Regions from separate parts of the Mus musculus genome. Here regions 1, 2, 3, 5 and 6 are each linked to region 4. The links are chromatin contacts, called in public Hi-C, HiCAR-type and HiChIP or PLAC-seq maps. All regions are on one chromosome and are shown on one strand. Each heading gives the region's core, a stretch centred on a gene start, on an enhancer-like site or on the middle of the called end of the contact. The rest is flanking DNA. Distances are from core to core; before and after follow the strand shown.

Region 1 (2,700 bases), core at 173-2,672, 420 kb before region 4:
TCTCTCTGCTTATTTTATTGTGAGGTAGTAAGGACAACTGTGGCTGTGACTAGGCAGATGTAATTTTAAAGCAATAACCACGCCCTACATCTTCTGATACATTTCTTCTCCCAAGAGTCTTAGCGCGGTGTCTGGTTTGGAATATCGTGAATTCGTGCTAATAAATTATTTAATTTATCAAGGATCAGAATTTCCTGAAAGTCCCAATTCCTGCTCATAATTTTCTTTAGCCTTGCACTCATGGTAAAAATGAAACTGAAAACAAAACAGAGCAAACCAACAACGAACCAGAAGTTTCATTCTGCAGTAGTGTAGATGTCTGCATGTCTAGAGGAGGGGATCATGGGAGACAAAGAGTTTATTGACTGACAGAAGTTGGAATGGAAGAGCAGATGGTTAAGTGTTGACCCTGGAGTCCACACAATGGCTCAATTTCATATAGTCATTAGTGTCGTGACCCTAGACAGATTATCTGAACTTTCTATTGTTTAAACTTGGCTTCCTTCTTAACAACATGGTGGTAGAGTATTACCTATCTTGTTGGGTTTAGGATTACATTGAACTAATGTACATGAAGCCCCCAAGCTAGCACCAGGCCTGGCCCACTGTAAGAGCCTTCTGTATGAGTTGATTTCATCATACACATTACACTGTAGCAATGACTTATAACTTACAGTATTTTTATGCATTTAGAGGAGTATTTTAAATTTTTCCTAAGCCATGGGTTACTGATCTATGAAGTAAGAGAAACAACAATCACTTTTAAAGAGGTTCTAACCCCCATTGCCAATGGCTTCAAATGTACAATCAGGAGACAGTTATGATTTGACAAACCCATAGCTTTTTCTAGTTATATTTGACTCTTGACTTTACAAAGGCAAGAATGTGATCCTAAGCAAGAGGAGGTTGGAAAGGGTAAGACAGCATATCATCAGGGTAGCCATGGCTAGCCCAAAACTTCTTATTCCAACCACACTGTCCTTTAACTTGTGGTCTTTCTACACCAGCCTCCCTCCTGAGTACTAGGATTACAGTCATGTGTGCCGCCATGCCTGGTCCTGAGCCTCTCCACTCTTAGCTGACATTTCTGCCATCGAGGGGGTGATGAAAATATCTGTCTCATAGGACGATGTTAAAGATTAAATGTTGTAACTCAACCCATTGGCCACCCATGTTAGGTGCCAGCTCACTTTTGCCCTTGCCGGTGCATGTCTGAAGAAATTGGAGTTGCTAGTCTGTTAAGTCCTTCCCAGATGGGAATGTCTAAGATTCCGTGGGCATGGAAGGTAAACATTCAGTGATGGATCACATTCCCACTCCACCGTGGAAAAACCCACAGCTCGGAAGGTTCAGATGTGTTCAGCAATCCCTCCGCTCCTGTTCCTGGCTCCACAGTGACAGGACTCTGTGTGTACTCAGAGGTTAAATACCATATCTGCCCAACCAAATATGCTGCCGTCACATATTAATTATGTGACTCACAGAAAACAGGATAGAGTTTCTTAGCAATTAAAACTATGGCATCTGCAGAGTATAAGGACTTTTTTTTTTTTCAGGCTCTGCAGGCAGCGATGCATCTGTTATATTGCCGTGTTGGTCACTCTCTAGCCCTCCTGCTCAGATTAGACTCCCTGTTTTAAGAGCCTCTAGAGACCTACACAGCACTCCAGATCCCTCCTTCTGGTTCTTGGAGTCAAAAGGAATTTTGCCATTCAACCAAGCAATATTTGCATTTGCCTTTTAGAAGTGAAGAAAGTTCCTCTTTAAAAACTAGCATGAAAGTTGTTTCCTTCTCTTTTTTTTTTCTTCTAACTCTAAGATGACAGAAATTCTATAAAAGAAAAGATATATTTTTCACCAATTTCTCTTTAGTTTTTGGGTGGTACTAGAGATTGAGCCTAGCACATAGATAAAATATATTTAATAGTTAGTATTAAAGATATTTAATTTATTAAATATTATTTTTATTTTTTAATGTTTTTATCATTGTTAGTGACAAGATGCTTTATCCCCATGCCCTTTAAACACCCACACACAGGCACAAGCACACACACACACTCAGGCACATGCATACACGCACACGCACACTCACATGAGCACTCACGTGTGCTTGCTATCGATACACTGGTACAGTTTCCACCAACTCTGAGACCAGAAGGAGCAGCACCACACCGACATGGGCTCTCAAGTCTGGGCTTGGCATCCCACGCTCCCTACGCTTCCCTTTACAATAGATTTACCTATCCCAGCGCACTCACAAAGTGGGACACAATGAGAGGATATGATCAATATTCTTTATATTCCCCAAGTTTAGTATATATTATAATCTCTAAATAGTATCTGCCAAATAATAAGCAAAAGGCCTGCTTCTTCACAAGAATTTTCACAAATAGCATTTCAATCAGCACATCCATTCTTTTTTTTTCCACTTGTTTAACAGACATTTATTACTTTAGTTGATTTGAACAACCTCTATACAATGACTTGTTTTGCTGAATAGAAAAGAATTTTAGGTCTCAAGATTTTGAGTCTAGTATTTTCTGGAAATCAAATCATTCTTTTAAAATCTCCAAAGGAAAATCAATTTAATAAAAGCATCAGTTAGATTTTGATACCAAGCCAGCTGTTCAGGGACAATACTATTTCTTCCACACTCAAAATCACTTTGGGAAACTACTCCAAGGCATAGCACAAATAGAA
Region 2 (2,700 bases), core at 23-2,522, 370 kb before region 4:
AATAAACAGATAATTCTTCAAAGAATATACACTATTAGCCACAAAGCTCATGAGATGTTCAATACCATTAATTCTTTTATGGAGCTTTCCATAACTATAATAAAATACTTGAGAATATAATCATATTTTTAAAAAGTTGCTATTGACTTTGAATATTAGGGGTTATAGTCCACCATATGTTACCTCCTTATTTTGCTTTCAAAACCATTTAATGACATACTTATAGTCACAATGGTTTTTTTTTACAGGATGGTAGATTTCTCCTTCCAGAACTAAAAAATAAGCTCCCTTATCTACTGAAATGTTGGCAATAAACAGTGTTTAACTAAATTCCTCTGAGATGTGTCTCAGGTGTAGAGAGTCATTTGACATGAGATAATTCCCAGGAATGAATGGAAAATGTCTGGCAAGTGAGGCCATAAATGCAAAACTCAGGAGGCATAGCTCTAATCTTTGAATGAGTATGCCTTCTTTTCATCGGCCACCAACACACATTCACAGATGACTTAAAAACTCTCTTCTCTACCAAACCTGAGAGCTGGGCACAAACACCTTCCTGGTGTGCTTCAGAGCCTCCAGGACAAGATGGTTTGTTAAAAAGAGCAAGTGAAAGGAAAACACGGGGTCCATGATGCTGTGAATGTTCCTTTTGCTAAAGCAGTGCACATGGGCTCTGCATTAGCAAAACAACGCTGGAAGCTGAGAATTCTCAAATGTATGAACATTACTTCTCTCATCATGTGCGACTCATTTCCTAACTTGGCACCAAATCATTCATCAGTAGGTCCAGGGTTGACTCCTGGTCCTTTAATAATAATAGAGTAAGTCATCTTAGGGGAATCACATTACTTCACTGAAGTGCACATTCTCCATCTGCAAAAGTGGTTTGCAGAATTTCTGATTTCAGAAAAAGACAGAGAAAATGAGAGAGAGAGAGAGAGAGAGAGAGAGAGAGAGAGAGAGAGAGAGAGAGAACCATGCTATTTTTCACTGTCAAGGTATGAAAAGCAGAACAAAAGACATTCTTTCAAAATAAATGCACTCAGTTAATTTGATGAATAAAATTCATCATGACTAAAGCTAAGCCAGAGCCTGGCCCTGGGGAACTACAGTCCTGGGTGATCCCCAGAGTTTTCAATTTATGAAGTTATGAGCTTCTTTGAAGGCAACACAAGCCGTTTTGTGAGAAGGATCTCTTGGTGGTAGCAGTTTACAAGGTTTCTGGTTTTCTGGGGGAATTTCATTAAGTTCATGGCTTGGCATTGGGAGCAGAGCATCGCAGGAGAGGCCTAACCTAGGGAACGGAACGCCGCAGATTAAAGACCATGTTTGATTACCAGCAGGTTCTGTTAGCACGCAGTCCACACCCAGCAGCAGCTGAGGTTGTAAAATTCCCCCCACAAACAACACCCCAACCCCCAGAACTACAGGTTGAGCAAACCCAAGTTAGTCTGCAGCAGACAGCACAGAAGAGCCCCTGGCAAGTGCAAAGGCAAGCGCTAGCAACCTTCAAGCCCCATCTGACAGCAAAGCAATTCAACTTTACGCTTTACATTGAATTGTTTTTAGCCTACTGTTTTATTAAAAGTTATAACCTATCATGGTATTATCACACCATGTCCAGAATATGTAGGCAATATTCTTTAAATTTTTAAATCTTGTTTTATTTGTAATGAAAATATAATTATATCATCTCATCCTCCCTCTTCTCCCTCCAACTCCTCTCATGTCCCTCCTGCTCCCTCTCAAATTCATGGCCTCTTTTCTGTAATTATTATTGTCTTATGTATCTACCTATTTGTGAATAAATGTATAAATTAAACCTGCTGAGTCCATTTAGTATTGCTCGTGTGGTTTTAAAGCCAACAACTTGGTATTAGATGACGAATTGGAGGCTAATTCCTTGGGAAAACTAATTCTCCCCCTCTCAGAAGTCATTAATTGCTTATAGCACTGGATCTAGAGGTAAAGCCCTGGATTTTCCCCATGCACACTGGGATGCCAACTAGTGCTAGAATTGTCTGGGTCTTAGGCAACCATAATGTTGAGATTTCATGAGCATAGCTTTCCTCACATATCTAGAAGACATGATCTGCAGCAGACTGTCTGGGCCTCTGGCTCTTACAGTCTTCCCACCCCTTCTTTTAAAATATCCCGTGATAATCCCTAACTGCACTATAAATGCTTATTCTTATACCCACAGATAAGCTTTTACTTCTCATCAATGAAGTTTCTTCATATAGCACAGACCATTACAGAAAGGCACATCTGGTCAAAATGCAGAGAAGAACAGACCACGAAGTATCTGCCCCAACTGCTACACCTACAATAAAAAATGATCTTATATCATATTCTCATAGTAGTTCGCTAAAATATATTCATCCTTCTCATTCCAAAATAGACTTGCTGCAGCTCTCTCTCTTTCTTTCTCTGTCTCTACTCTCTCCTCAACTCCCTACCCCATGTGTAGCTGGTCCCGCATGGGGAAGGGATGCCTCAGTATGGGCCTGCAGAGGCACTTCCTTCCACTTCACCATACCACACCTCTACAAACATATCCTGGTTCTTTCTTTTCTATAAAACAACAGTAAGTAGTCAGCATGAGCTTTTTGAGTGATTGCAGAATTGCAAACAATTCGACAGATATTGCTGAACATTATTGTTTCATAGTTTTACTTATACAACACACATTCATTAAAC
Region 3 (2,700 bases), core at 64-2,563, 450 kb before region 4:
GAGAGGTAGGAGCAAAGCTTTCAGTACCAACAGACACACTTGCCCTTTCTCTGGCTGCACCCTCAGTAAGCTTAAGGTTCAGAGAACAATACCCCAGCTGTTAGAGGAGCGAGGTGCTGGATTTTACAGTCTGTGGAAGATACAAGGAGAGATGGAGCGCCATCACAGTATGAATGGACCGTGCTTTGACAAGGTCAGCACTAGGAGATGTGGAAATCTAGAAGAGAAACACCAACTGGCCTTGGCTCGGTGATGCAGTCTTATTGCTGTTGTGTATAGTGGGAGTCGAGAAGGCAGAGAACCATGTGTAGCATACAGCAGGAGTGTGGCTTCTCAGAGAACAGAATAGAACCCAGAAGAATTAACAAGAGTATGGGCCTTTGCAAATATAACAATAGCCCTTCTCCATGCCAGATTTTACTAAAAGTACCACTATTTCAAGTGTCAGACATGTAAAATAATCCATGTGCCTTTATTACTATGCTCTTGAACCTCTAAAGATTCCGGTGTTCAGGATTTGAGACTAGACAATCAGATATTGTATTACTTTCTGAATTCCCACCTTCTCCATGGCCATAGATCTGCCCTTCCAGCGTCTGGTCTACAAAATGAGGCCTCATTTAGTCAATGGTGAGAATAGTGTTTCCCCTCTATTCCTATTTCCTCCCTCCCTCCTCTTCTTCCCTCTCTTTCCTTCCCCTCCACCTTCTCTTCTTTTTCCAGCTGCTGTAAAAGAGACAGCCTTTACACTCTATGTATTCATGCACAAAGTTCTCTCATTAAGATCTATTCCCTTAATTCATCTCTGGATTCCTCACTTCCTAGGCCTTGAGGACAAATAATACAACTGCAAATTCTGATTCACTTTGAGGTGGGTGGGGGTGGATAGTTCTTAGTCCTTGGAATATGAGACTTTTTACATCTCTACCCAAGTTAAGCAAATATTCCTAAAAGTCCAAGGAATCTGACTTTTTTTAATCTCTGAGTTTCCACCTTAGATCAGAAAAGTTACTTATTACCTTGGAAAAGAAGAAAGGAAGTTAGAGAGGGGAGGGAGGGAAGGAAGGAGGGAGGGAGGGAGGGAGGTTGAGAGAGAGAGAGAGAGAATTATTTTAACCATAACAAAATTGACCCCCAAGTTTTCAAAGATTTTGTAACTCCTCCCCAGATGCTTCCTAAAAATCACAGTGACATCTTTTTTCCCCCATAGGGACATTTTTGTCATAATTCTTGTGTTGCTATCCCAGCCCACTGTGATTCAGAGAAAAACATACATCAGGCGCCACAGGAAAGTCAGGACCCAGCAGCAGAAGATGGGCGTGGGGAGATGCTGGGTGAGTCAGCTCCGAGATCCAGCACATGTTGCTTTCTTCCCAGCAGACTCCCTGGCCTCTGTCTTTCCCCAGGAAGTCACGACTTATCTTGGGCTTTGGTGGCTAATACAGGACATCGAAATCCAGAAAACTTGGACTCAAATCGATCTGATTTCCTTACCACACATTGGTTGCATTTTCTTGGTGAATTCTTTGGACTTTCTGGCTGCATCTGTTAGAGACCAGGTGCTCTCCCAGACTGCCTCAGTGCCAGCCGCTATGACATCACCAGCCACCAAACTCCACAAGAGTACCCTTTAAAGGGTCCCCACCATCATGCCCACTCTCTGTTTCCTGGTCTGTCTGTCCCTCACTCTGTCCCTCTTTGTGTCTTTATCTTCTCTCTCTCTCTCTCTCTCTCTCTCTCTCTCTCTCTCTCTCTCTCTCTCCATATATATATATATATATATATATATATATATATATATATATATATATATATATACTCTATGTATTAGTTCCTTGAATATATTATATTCCTACTCAGAGGTGGCCTTTCACTTCCCCCCCCACCCCCCCCACCCCCAATTAAATTTCTTATGTGATGTCTGTTGCATGGTATGATTTTCTTTTCTTTTGGCATTCCTTGGACCTCCAATTGCCAGGATACCCTGTCTCCATAAAGCCTTTATACGTTCTGTTCAATCTGAAATTTGCGAGAAGAAAGACCGGTTCTACAATTATTCAACTAAAGCAAGCTTTAATTAATATTGGCCAGGTAGATGGGGAAGCTTCTTTTTGTAACAAATGAAGACTAGCACTGAGATCCATTCATTAGTGGTCAAAATGCAGAAAAGAGTGAGCATTGGATACCTAGCCCCAATCGATACATCCACAATAACCTCTAAACACAAATGCTCAGAAAAAAAAAAAGGCAGGGAAGAAGGGATGGAAGGACAGTATTGGAAAGAGCATGATGGATACAAATCAGAGGGGGAATCGTACCCCTGTTCAGTGGGCATGATCTGGGGAGAAGGGCTCGAATGGCACTAGGCACTGGGGATGCCCTGTGAAGGCAAGGGTGTGAGGGGGCCTGGACACTGGGGATGAACTGCAAAAAAAAAAAAAAAAGATTAAAGATATAGTAATTTTTAAAAAGTCAAATTGACTTAAAAATCTTGTTTTCCCTCTGATAACTATGAATTCATTTATTTCTAGTTCATTCACTTTTACCGCCTGAAGAACGGTTCTAAAACTTTTCTTAATTTAAGGTCTGCTCATTCCATTTTTTTTTTTTTTTGGATTATCTCTGATTGATACCTGATGACTTTTAAAGAAAAAAAAAAAAGGTCATGTTTCCCTGGTCCTTGGGGTGTAAAACTGTGGC
Region 4 (2,700 bases), core at 183-2,682:
TGTCAATTGCTCCCCCCCCCCCCCCGTTTAATAAATCCTTTTTCTCCCACTTCAATTCCTGAGCCTCCCACCGCTCTTTCAGCTGAAACTTGCATCTGTTCTAATAGTTGAGCTAGCGCCTCAACTTTGAGGGAGTGTAGCTCCACTGTGGCCCCCAAGCAAGACTGTGGCAGGCAGCCTTTCTTTCAGTGGCCTCCCGGCACAAGTCAGGGAGTGAGCTAGTTTAAAGCTGATGCCCGGGAAGCGGCCTATCAACTGGCACACAGTAGGCGCTCAACAAGTGATGTGCTCCTCGCTGCCCAGCACCTGGCCCGGTAGAGCCGCGTTCCACCCTCTGGGGCTTTCAGCCAAGCGAGTAGCGAGTGACAAGGCCGGCTAGCGCGACTGGCCCTGCAAGGCAGCGCGACGGAAGGGGTGGATGTTTACATGCAGCCGGGACGAGCAGCGCCACTCCGGCAGGAGCCTGCCTTGCTCGGAGACCGAGATGGGTCTCACTCGCATCTGACTCGGATACAGAGCAGAGAGCCACAGGTTTCCTCCATATCTTGGAGCTCGAGCTCACACCTTCCGAGGTGCTGGGCCGGACTCCCAGCTGGAGATCACCCCTAAGGAGGTGGTTCCAGCTGCCGCGAAAGCACAAGCACGCCCCAACTTGAATTCGCAGGCCGGGGATTGGGGGTCCGGGAGGGCGGGGAGCTCGCGGCCAGCACGGCGCCCGGGGGTGGGGGAGATGGCTGCGGGACCCTGGGGGCTGACAGCGCAGCGGGGCCCGGGGCCCGGAAGGGGTTGGGTGGGACCCGTGGGACTGCGCTCACCCATGAAGAGGCAGAAGAGGTCCAGGCAGATGAGCAGCACCCGCTTGCTGCCGCCCTTCCTCGGGTTGTTGTTGAGCGCCGGGCTGCCGCCGTTCTTACTCTCAGGGACGATCGCCTTGTCGTACTTGTAGCTTTGCATGGCGCTGGCTGCGGGGAGCCTCCCGGGGCGATGCGGGCCGCCGCTGCTCAGGAGCGGGTATGCGGGCTCGGGACGCGGCGGCGAGAGTGCAGCCCGGCGGAGTAGTTCCAACTGCAGACGCGGGTAGGTTTCCCCTCTGGGCGCCTCTGCTTTCCTCTCAACCCCAAACTGTTCGCTAGTCCAAGGGGAAGAGAGCCAAATCCCGAGCAGGAACTTTTGCAGAACTGTGCTGCCCCGGACGCGTCCGGCTGGCGTGCGTCTGCGTGCTGGAGTTTGCGAGTGGGCAGCGTCGGCGTCCCGCCACGATCCTCCGCAGCTACTTAATGAATGGAGCAGCGCGGAGCCCTGCAACTCCGCAGCGTCCTGCAGCTAGCTCTCCTCAGCGTCTGCCCAACTCCAACTCTGCCTCCTCCTCCTGCTCCTCCTCCTCCTGCTGCTGCCGCCCGGGCTGCCGCTGTGATCGCTCGGTTTGTTTTCTGAGCTTATATTTCACGAGCGCCTTTAAAAAGCGAGGGGGGAGGAGAAGGACCTCCTTACTTGGCTCCAACAAGATTCAGAAAGCACAGCCCCTTCCTTAAGCTGCCTAAAACGTAGGATAATTAAGGCCACATTTCCCCCACCCCTTTTCCAAAAAAAAAAAAAAAAAAAAAATCGTAAAAGAAAAAGTTGTTCTCAAACCAGAGAATCAGGGAGCCCCTAGCGTTCAGAAACTCCAAAGCATCACAAAAGGGGAGGAAAAAAAACATATAAATAAAATTTTTTTTTCTTGCTGGCCTTTGATTAGAGGTGGGGAGAGGATCGGTGGGAGGTCTATAATACTAAAATGCTTTCTTTATTTACTTGTTTATTTATTTACAAATTTCAGCCTTGAATTGGATTATCCTAAAAATTCAATTTTCAAGGAAAGCTAGGTTGGTTGTTGTTTTGCTTTTAACGCTCAGCACCGGATAATTGTGCTAGATTCCGAAGATCCTACGGTGTAAAAGACTCCGGGCTGGGCGGTGGTGGCGCACTCCTTTAATCCCAGCACTTGAGAGGCAGAGGCAGGCGGATTTCTGAGTTCAAGGTCAACCTAGTCTACCGAGTGAGTTCCAGGACAGCCAGGACTACACAGAAAAACCCTGTCTCGAACCTCCCCTCCACCCCCCCCCCCCCCGAAAAAAAAAGAGACTCCAGAGCCAGACCCCCTGTTCTAGAATCCTATGTCTCTGTGCCTTAATTTCCCCGCGAGTAAACTACAGACACCAAAATATTTCTCCCCAGGCAGTCATGGTGGAGATATAATTGATTCTTTCTCATGTGCTTCTGCAGCAAAGCTTGCACAACAGAGGAGCTCGGTGAGTTGAGCCAATACTACTAGTTCTGAACGTGGGTAACCAAAGCCAAGCCTGCCCGCCTCTTTCCTAGTCCAGCTGGCCTCCGGCATACCTGAGCATTATTGGCCTTGACTTTCAAGGAATCTGATGTTTCCCTTTGAATACTTTTTATATGGTTTTATATGATTTTTAAAGTTGATTACTTTTTTATGAGCTGGTTTTTTGTTTTTTGTTTTTTTTTCCTTCAAGAGAATCAACACTTGAAGGGTCAGGACCCTCCCTTACATTTTCCTTAGTATCAAGCTTGGAGCACAGTACATAGCATACAAATGCACATTTCTTCCAAGGGTCTTTATAATACAGAGGTGGAAATGGCTCAATGGTTCTAGCATTGTTGTTTGTTTGTTTGTTTGAGACAGGGTCTCTCTCT
Region 5 (2,700 bases), core at 67-2,566, 300 kb before region 4:
ATAGATGGAAGGCTGTGGGTAGATGGTCCACCTGTTGAGCCACACAGAGAATGAGCCACAAAGCAGGGCGATATGATCTCCAATGGTTGAGTTTCTAAGTGTCATCAGAACTTGAGGGATTTTCACCTTTAGAAGTGTAAGGAATCACTTCCCAGTTGACATGTTCTGTGGAGAGCCGTGAGCAATTGCCATCATGAGCCTCCGCTGTGCCTAACTGGTAAACAAGTAATGTGCGCAGGTGCAAGAGTAAATTCGTGCCAAGTCACTGCCCATCCCGGGGCGTGGTGATGAGGCTCTGGGAGAGCAGCCAATCACACGCCACACTAAGGTGTATATAAGCAGCGCCTTTTTGGTGCTTGGGGTATTCCTCTTCATGTTGAAACTGGTGTAATAAAGTTGCTGCAGAAGGATCCAGTTTCTCACGCGTGTGTTCTTGCTGGCGAGACAATAGTATGTGTGAGAATGTTCCATCCTGCTCATCCTGTGGACTAGAGTAGAACGGATATGGAAAGTAAAGCTTACAATTGCTCATCTCACCCTTGTCTTCAGTGTCTTAACCTGTATCTCAGTCTCACTAGGAAATGGCATTTCCTTACATGTCCCAGGTTTCTGCAGGTACTATTTCCTCCCCTGGACTTCCTCATTTTTCTCCTTTATTTTACTAGCTAGTTTCTTCTTGTTCTTTAGTACATGTGACACTGCTTCCTTCCGATGTGACTCACCTCCACCTTCTCAAATCCCACCCCACCTGGATCAGGACCTGTCATGCAACATGTACTTCCCTCACCAGATCCCTTAGCATAAGATACAGCGATTGTCACTTAATATGTCTGTGTTTCCAGCCAACCTGCCAGGACCATCATAGTAGTAAAGCCATGTCAAATTATTATGTTAAATATCAGTGATGTGAATTCATTCTGGAAGACAAGCTGAAATGCCTACAACAAATGCTAAGATTTCACAGGTATAGAATTGTCTCCTGAGATGTGATGGCCCCAGGACACCTAATATTAATTCTGTCTTGCTGTGTCCCACCCCCACTGCTGGACATGTGCTTTGTATTGGCCTTGGTGCCTGCAATTTATGATTCACGCTGAAAGCACATTTGACTCGCTCATCTTTATAGCTCTTCTCCGAGAAAATTACCCAATCTGGCAGTCCTTTTGGCCCCAAGGCTACTTGACAGATCACAATGAGCCAGGCCAGATGGGAGGAGAAAATGAACTCCACCATCAAATTGTCCAATGCCTGAAAAATGTTGGCTTTGAGATAGTGCCGTTCTTTGTATTGCCTATAATCAGAGGGCTGAGTTCTTCACTGGGCCAAGGCAGTCAGGTCTTGGTGTTCCTGGCTGAGCTCAGTCAGTGTCCCACAGTGGAGCTCCCTGCCAGGTGGGCTGTCACAGCTGCGGAATCAGAGAAGTTGTGCAAGAGGAAAAAGAGATTTTTCCAATTCAGCAGAAGGAAAAGCCTCAGAGAATGAGCTCAGCGCAAGTGGGAGTCAAAAACCAAGGCCAAAGGTCCAGAACTCAAGTGCGAATGGCAAGAAGGAGGATCGTGGTGAATACAAACTACAGAAAGAACGTGAGCAGCAAGCGAGAGACAGGGATGACTGTGATGTGGGACACATGAAGACTCCCAGTGCCTTCCCACATCCCGCCACTTCCCACAAAGCTTTCTACAGAGTCAAACTGTACATTGATTTCTTTACAAAGCATTTATCCAGCCTTTGTGCTAAGCATAACTCTTACTTTATTTTTTGTTTTTATCTGCTTATATATGTGCACATGTGTGCATCCATGTGTGTGGCCTAGTATATGTGTGCATTTGTGTTCATGAATCTGGACACATGTGTACCATGATGTACATGAGGACGTCATAGGACAACCTCAGGCTCATCTTCCACTTTTTTTTTATACAGACTCTCTCTTGGGTGTTTTTTGTTTTGTTTTGTTGTTTGTTTGTTTCCTGATGGATATACCAGGTTGCCTGGTCCATAAACTTTAGTGTATTCTCCTGTTTCTACCTCCCAACTCCCCTCAGGAGCACTGTGACGGGATGTATGCATGCCCAGTATCTAGCTTTATTTATGGGAATTAGAACTTAGTTCCTCAGTCACGTGTAGCTAGTGCTTTTCCTGGTGTACCATCTCCCCAACCTCTAGTACAACTACCCCACACCCTACGGTTATTCTCATTCTAGAAATGAGGAAACTGAATTTCAAAGAGACTCACAAGGGGTCAAGGTAGCAGTGGTGCCTAGGACCATCTGGTCTAAAGGCTCTGGTATGAGGTCCCCAAGTATAAACAAGCCGACCTGCTGAAAGTCACTCCCAGAAAAGGCAAATTCCAAAGAAGACTCTGAGTCCAGACAAGCTGTTTGGAAAAAGTGGAAACCAGCAAAGCTAAGAGATGTTAAGGTCAACTGAGTCCCTTGGAAAGGATATTCTCTAGCCTTTTGAGCTGCCTACAGGCTATGTGGTGAGCTCCAGATCCCCAGCTTTTGTGAGGGGTCAGAGGCACTGACCTCAGGAAGACTGTGCCCCTCCAGCAACACTGGGAGGAAAGATGGTCTGCGATGGGAGAGATAGAAACCTTAATTACTTCCTGGTGCAAATCTGAAGAGGATGAAGTCTTGGGCACTAGTTGAGGGTTTTAAATATATGGGATTGGTAGAAATGTAGCTACAGTAGTAGTAAGTG
Region 6 (2,700 bases), core at 93-2,592, 320 kb before region 4:
TAGACAACAGTAACTGTCCTGCATGGAAGAAAGTCGCTGTGAGTAAGAGCCTCAGTGGCCTGATAAAACAATCCCCTGGCCTTTAAAATCACCTGCCTCTGGCTCCAGGCAGTTCTCACAGTTCAGAACTCCCCCACAGCTGCCAGCTTGTTTCCAGGCCCTTTACAGAGTAGTAATTGCCTTTCAATTGCTTTGTTTGCTCATTCATGACTGTAGAAGCATCCCAACTCCATCTAGAGCGCCCGCTGGGTACCACAGTATCCCAGCTCCTTCCCAGAAAGACAGAAACTCTCTCCCTACCTAGCTCAGGTACAATTTCCCCCTGGACAGCCTGCCTCTGGTATGTAAAGTAATGCCTGAGGCCTTGAGACAGAGGGCCTTCAGTTTTTTCATAGGAGTCTGCTCTGGGGGAGCAGAAGATGAAACACCAGCAGAACACCAGGCTTGGCAATTAGACAGACTTGTTTGGCTCTTTGCCCTTACCTTTCTAATGCTGTATTGGTTGTGTCAATGAATCTACTGCTCAAGGAAGGTAGTGTGTGGAATGCTCCTGATGTCTATCACACGACCAAATAACCATTCTAGGTGGCCTCTTGACTTCGGCCCTGTATGGTAAGATTTCTGACTAGTTGTGTGGTCTCAAGTCATCAAAGGCAACCAAGGACAAAACTCCCCTCAAAAGAAAGCTTAATGATGGGCCTCTTCGACTGTGTCCTCCTCCCAGTCAGTCATCCTATTCCTGCAAGCTGATGTTACACTTCTTTGTGGATCAAACTGCCAATCGTGTTTACCTGTTGAAAAATCACACATTTAACTCCCACTTCATTAATGGATTCAGATTTTGTTGGGGGAGTTGCTCACTTGAAAGGTCCATTTCTCACAAATAGCCATGTGTCCAAGGCTGGTAATTTAAGCTCTTTGACTCTCCATTTCCCCAATGTAATAATTATGTATGTGGTGGAAATATCGTGAAGAATAAATGGGACACATGGACATACAGACTGTGCATTCTTTCTTCTTCAATGATATTTCCCTAGTAATTAAAAATGCCTACCATCAGTTGGAGAGTATTCAGGAAAAACAAAACAAAAGGGCAAAAAAAAAAAAAGAGAGAAGAAAACAAACATAAAACTAAAATAAAGAAACATTCATTATGAATTTTATTACTTCAACTACTGTAAACTGTGTAGGAATCTGAGCTGCAAAGCTACTCATTAAACTGTCTGCTCTTTCCTGTTTAAACAAGGCCCCTCTTGGGTCTCGAAGCCTGAGCCTTCATGGGTCTGCATCCAGGAAGGAAGACGTTTCTACGGTAACCGAGGAGGCCTTCTCCAGAGGGTCTCTGGGAGAGGCCAGGATCTGGTGCAAGTGACAAACTCCAGCTCCCTTGATAATGAACAGAGAGGTAGCAGCCACGATGGCCGGCCTTGAGTAGAATGAGGGCATTCAGGCGTGAAATCCCTTTCAATCGCTCGTTTGTTCTTCTCTGTGGAGAATTCACTTTGTGCCACTCTTGAAAAATGGCTGATGGAGACTCAGTGGTGTGTAAATAATAAATGTTCCAGAAGGAAATGTGTGTGTGTGTATGTGTGTGTGTTTGTGTGTGTGTGTGTGTGTGTGTATGTGTGTGTGTTTGTGTGTGTGTGTGTGTGTGAGAGAGAGAGAGGGAGAGAGAGAGAGAGAGAGAGAGAGAGAGAGAGAAGAGAAAGGAGTTGTTGACATGCCATCTGTGATTTGGTTCAAATTTTTATAAGGCCCGATGTTGTAGGAGAGTAGCCCAGTAACTTCTTTTTACCATCTGTGAATTGGGATGTGAGGGACAAAGTCACAGAGGAAGGTGTTTGGTACCAAAATATAACCTATGCTCCTGGTGGACAAGGTTTGAATTGTACGACTGTGATGCTTGCAAAAGAAGGATGTGTAGACAAGAGGAGTCAGAGGTATAAAAGCGACCAAGTCTGAAAGATGGGATGGAGCCTTAGCCAAGACTAGGGAGGGAGTAAATGTCACTATTTCTTTAAAAATCCTACAATGGATTTCCTCCTGCATTGTCCTCTACATCTTCACCCTCAGCTTCTTACGTGGGTGCCATACTAGTCACTGAAGGGTAGATGGAGAAATGGGCTCAGAGAAGTGGCTTTTCCACTCAGTCACCAGATAGTCAGGTCAGGATTCAGACCCAGGTCAGTTTGACACCTTAGGCGAGGTCTTTATTAATGACTAGTATGCTGCCTTCCACAGATAATTAAGAGTACGGTATATGAAGCGCTTGTGGACAATGTTCTGGGTTGGTATGCTGGAGTGGGGAATGGCATGCTGTCCCCATCTGATGCTTGTCAACTTATAGAGAGCCTCCTAGTCCCCTCAAGCTTTATCCATGACCAAAGAAACTTTGTCATTGCTTCTGAATGCTAAGGACTTGGCCCTGACTTGGTTGGGTTAATAGGAGATTTTCCCTGGGATCAAATCCCACACATCCTCAACCTCTTGAAACCTAGAGCAGTTACGTTGCAAATGAACTCATCTCTAAACAGCCCACAGCTTTCTAGGCTCTCTACTCATTCAGAGTGCACCTCATTTTGAACATGCAGAACATGAAGAATTTCCGTCTCAGCTTTTTCCATGAGGGCGTTCTGACCTTCCATGTTTAGAGCCAAAGTGGTTCCAGTTTAGTAAACAGTCTTCTATGGAAAACCTATG

What was found. Hi-C and Micro-C count contacts between places; a contact is called where the count stands out from the background. HiCAR-type assays count read pairs that join an accessible place to other places. HiChIP or PLAC-seq counts read pairs in DNA pulled down with a chosen protein or histone mark.
Region 1: a contact with region 4 is called in a FOXA1 HiChIP or PLAC-seq map of pancreatic cancer cells. The contact joins the enhancer-like site here to the promoter of Plpp3 in region 4. A contact is called at or near these places in 7 of 39 promoter capture datasets (the 3T3-L1 cell line, 3T3-L1-derived adipocytes, the HPC-7 cell line and 4 more), 2 of 15 datasets of contacts at CTCF or cohesin (the NIH/3T3 cell line and embryonic stem cells), 1 of 484 Hi-C or Micro-C datasets (myocytes), 10 of 115 datasets of contacts at active chromatin or transcription factors (the NIH/3T3 cell line, bone marrow-derived macrophages, craniofacial prominence and 4 more) and 2 of 9 other capture datasets (adipose tissue and embryonic stem cells).
Region 2: an H3K4me3 HiChIP or PLAC-seq map of embryonic limb bud shows a contact between it and region 4, with 6 times the contacts expected there. The contact joins the enhancer-like site here to the promoter of Plpp3 in region 4. A contact is called at or near these places in 11 of 39 promoter capture datasets (3T3-L1-derived adipocytes, the C10 cell line, the HPC-7 cell line and 7 more), 2 of 15 datasets of contacts at CTCF or cohesin (large pre-B cells and stem cell-derived epiblast-like cells), 5 of 484 Hi-C or Micro-C datasets (the HL-1 cell line, embryonic stem cells, nephron progenitors and 1 more), 15 of 115 datasets of contacts at active chromatin or transcription factors (the NIH/3T3 cell line, bone marrow-derived macrophages, craniofacial prominence and 7 more) and 4 of 9 other capture datasets (embryonic stem cells, liver, macrophages and 1 more).
Region 3: a HiCAR-type map of fibro-adipogenic progenitors shows a contact between it and region 4, with 8 times the contacts expected there. The contact joins the enhancer-like site here to the promoter of Plpp3 in region 4. A contact is called at or near these places in 11 of 39 promoter capture datasets (the 3T3-L1 cell line, the C10 cell line, the HPC-7 cell line and 6 more), 4 of 484 Hi-C or Micro-C datasets (embryonic fibroblasts, embryonic stem cells and uterus), 16 of 115 datasets of contacts at active chromatin or transcription factors (the NIH/3T3 cell line, cardiomyocytes, craniofacial prominence and 7 more) and 3 of 9 other capture datasets (adipose tissue, embryonic stem cells and liver).
Region 5: a Hi-C map of uterus shows a contact between it and region 4, with 5 times the contacts expected there. The contact joins the enhancer-like site here to the promoter of Plpp3 in region 4. A contact is called at or near these places in 16 of 39 promoter capture datasets (the 3T3-L1 cell line, 3T3-L1-derived adipocytes, the C10 cell line and 10 more), 2 of 15 datasets of contacts at CTCF or cohesin (embryonic stem cells and stem cell-derived epiblast-like cells), 29 of 484 Hi-C or Micro-C datasets (the HL-1 cell line, adipose-derived mesenchymal stem cells, cerebellum and 9 more), 27 of 115 datasets of contacts at active chromatin or transcription factors (the NIH/3T3 cell line, embryonic forebrain, embryonic hindbrain and 10 more) and 3 of 9 other capture datasets (adipose tissue, embryonic stem cells and pancreatic islet).
Region 6: an H3K4me3 HiChIP or PLAC-seq map of neural progenitor cells shows a contact between it and region 4, with 13 times the contacts expected there. The contact joins the enhancer-like site here to the promoter of Plpp3 in region 4. A contact is called at or near these places in 16 of 39 promoter capture datasets (the 3T3-L1 cell line, 3T3-L1-derived adipocytes, the C10 cell line and 11 more), 1 of 15 datasets of contacts at CTCF or cohesin (embryonic stem cells), 26 of 484 Hi-C or Micro-C datasets (the C10 cell line, CD4 T cells, the HL-1 cell line and 10 more), 27 of 115 datasets of contacts at active chromatin or transcription factors (the NIH/3T3 cell line, astrocytes, a colorectal cancer cell line and 12 more) and 2 of 9 other capture datasets (embryonic stem cells and liver).

The regions. Positions count from the first base shown.
Region 1 is chr4:105,579,908-105,582,607 of GRCm38.p6, reverse strand. No RefSeq gene overlaps it. Among named protein-coding and RNA genes, the nearest start is that of Gm40217, 260 kb to the right of the region's middle. Within about 2 kb of position 1,422, at least 14 of the 459 cell types and tissues checked have an H3K27ac peak or open chromatin away from gene starts, as enhancers often do. A contact at or near this core is called in pancreatic cancer cells, where this site is marked.
Region 2 is chr4:105,525,558-105,528,257 of GRCm38.p6, reverse strand. No RefSeq gene overlaps it. Among named protein-coding and RNA genes, the nearest start is that of Gm40217, 210 kb to the right of the region's middle. Within about 2 kb of position 1,272, at least 6 of the 459 cell types and tissues checked have an H3K27ac peak or open chromatin away from gene starts, as enhancers often do. A contact at or near this core is called in embryonic limb bud, where this site is marked.
Region 3 is chr4:105,609,779-105,612,478 of GRCm38.p6, reverse strand. No RefSeq gene overlaps it. Among named protein-coding and RNA genes, the nearest start is that of Gm29922, 230 kb to the left of the region's middle. Within about 2 kb of position 1,313, at least 31 of the 459 cell types and tissues checked have an H3K27ac peak or open chromatin away from gene starts, as enhancers often do. A contact at or near this core is called in the NIH/3T3 cell line and fibro-adipogenic progenitors, where this site is marked.
Region 4 is chr4:105,156,079-105,158,778 of GRCm38.p6, reverse strand. Plpp3 (phospholipid phosphatase 3) reads right to left here and starts at 1,432. Exons shown (of 6, transcript NM_080555.2): 1 at 816-1,432. The coding sequence starts at 954. Gm29838 (a long non-coding RNA gene) reads left to right here and starts at 2,108. Exons shown (of 2, transcript XR_376486.3): 1 at 2,108-2,700.
Region 5 is chr4:105,455,962-105,458,661 of GRCm38.p6, reverse strand. No RefSeq gene overlaps it. Among named protein-coding and RNA genes, the nearest start is that of Gm40217, 140 kb to the right of the region's middle. Within about 2 kb of position 1,316, at least 27 of the 459 cell types and tissues checked have an H3K27ac peak or open chromatin away from gene starts, as enhancers often do. A contact at or near this core is called in adipose tissue, fibro-adipogenic progenitors, muscle stem cells and 1 more, where this site is marked.
Region 6 is chr4:105,474,008-105,476,707 of GRCm38.p6, reverse strand. No RefSeq gene overlaps it. Among named protein-coding and RNA genes, the nearest start is that of Gm40217, 160 kb to the right of the region's middle. Within about 2 kb of position 1,342, at least 56 of the 459 cell types and tissues checked have an H3K27ac peak or open chromatin away from gene starts, as enhancers often do. A contact at or near this core is called in astrocytes, embryonic forebrain, neural progenitor cells and 5 more, where this site is marked.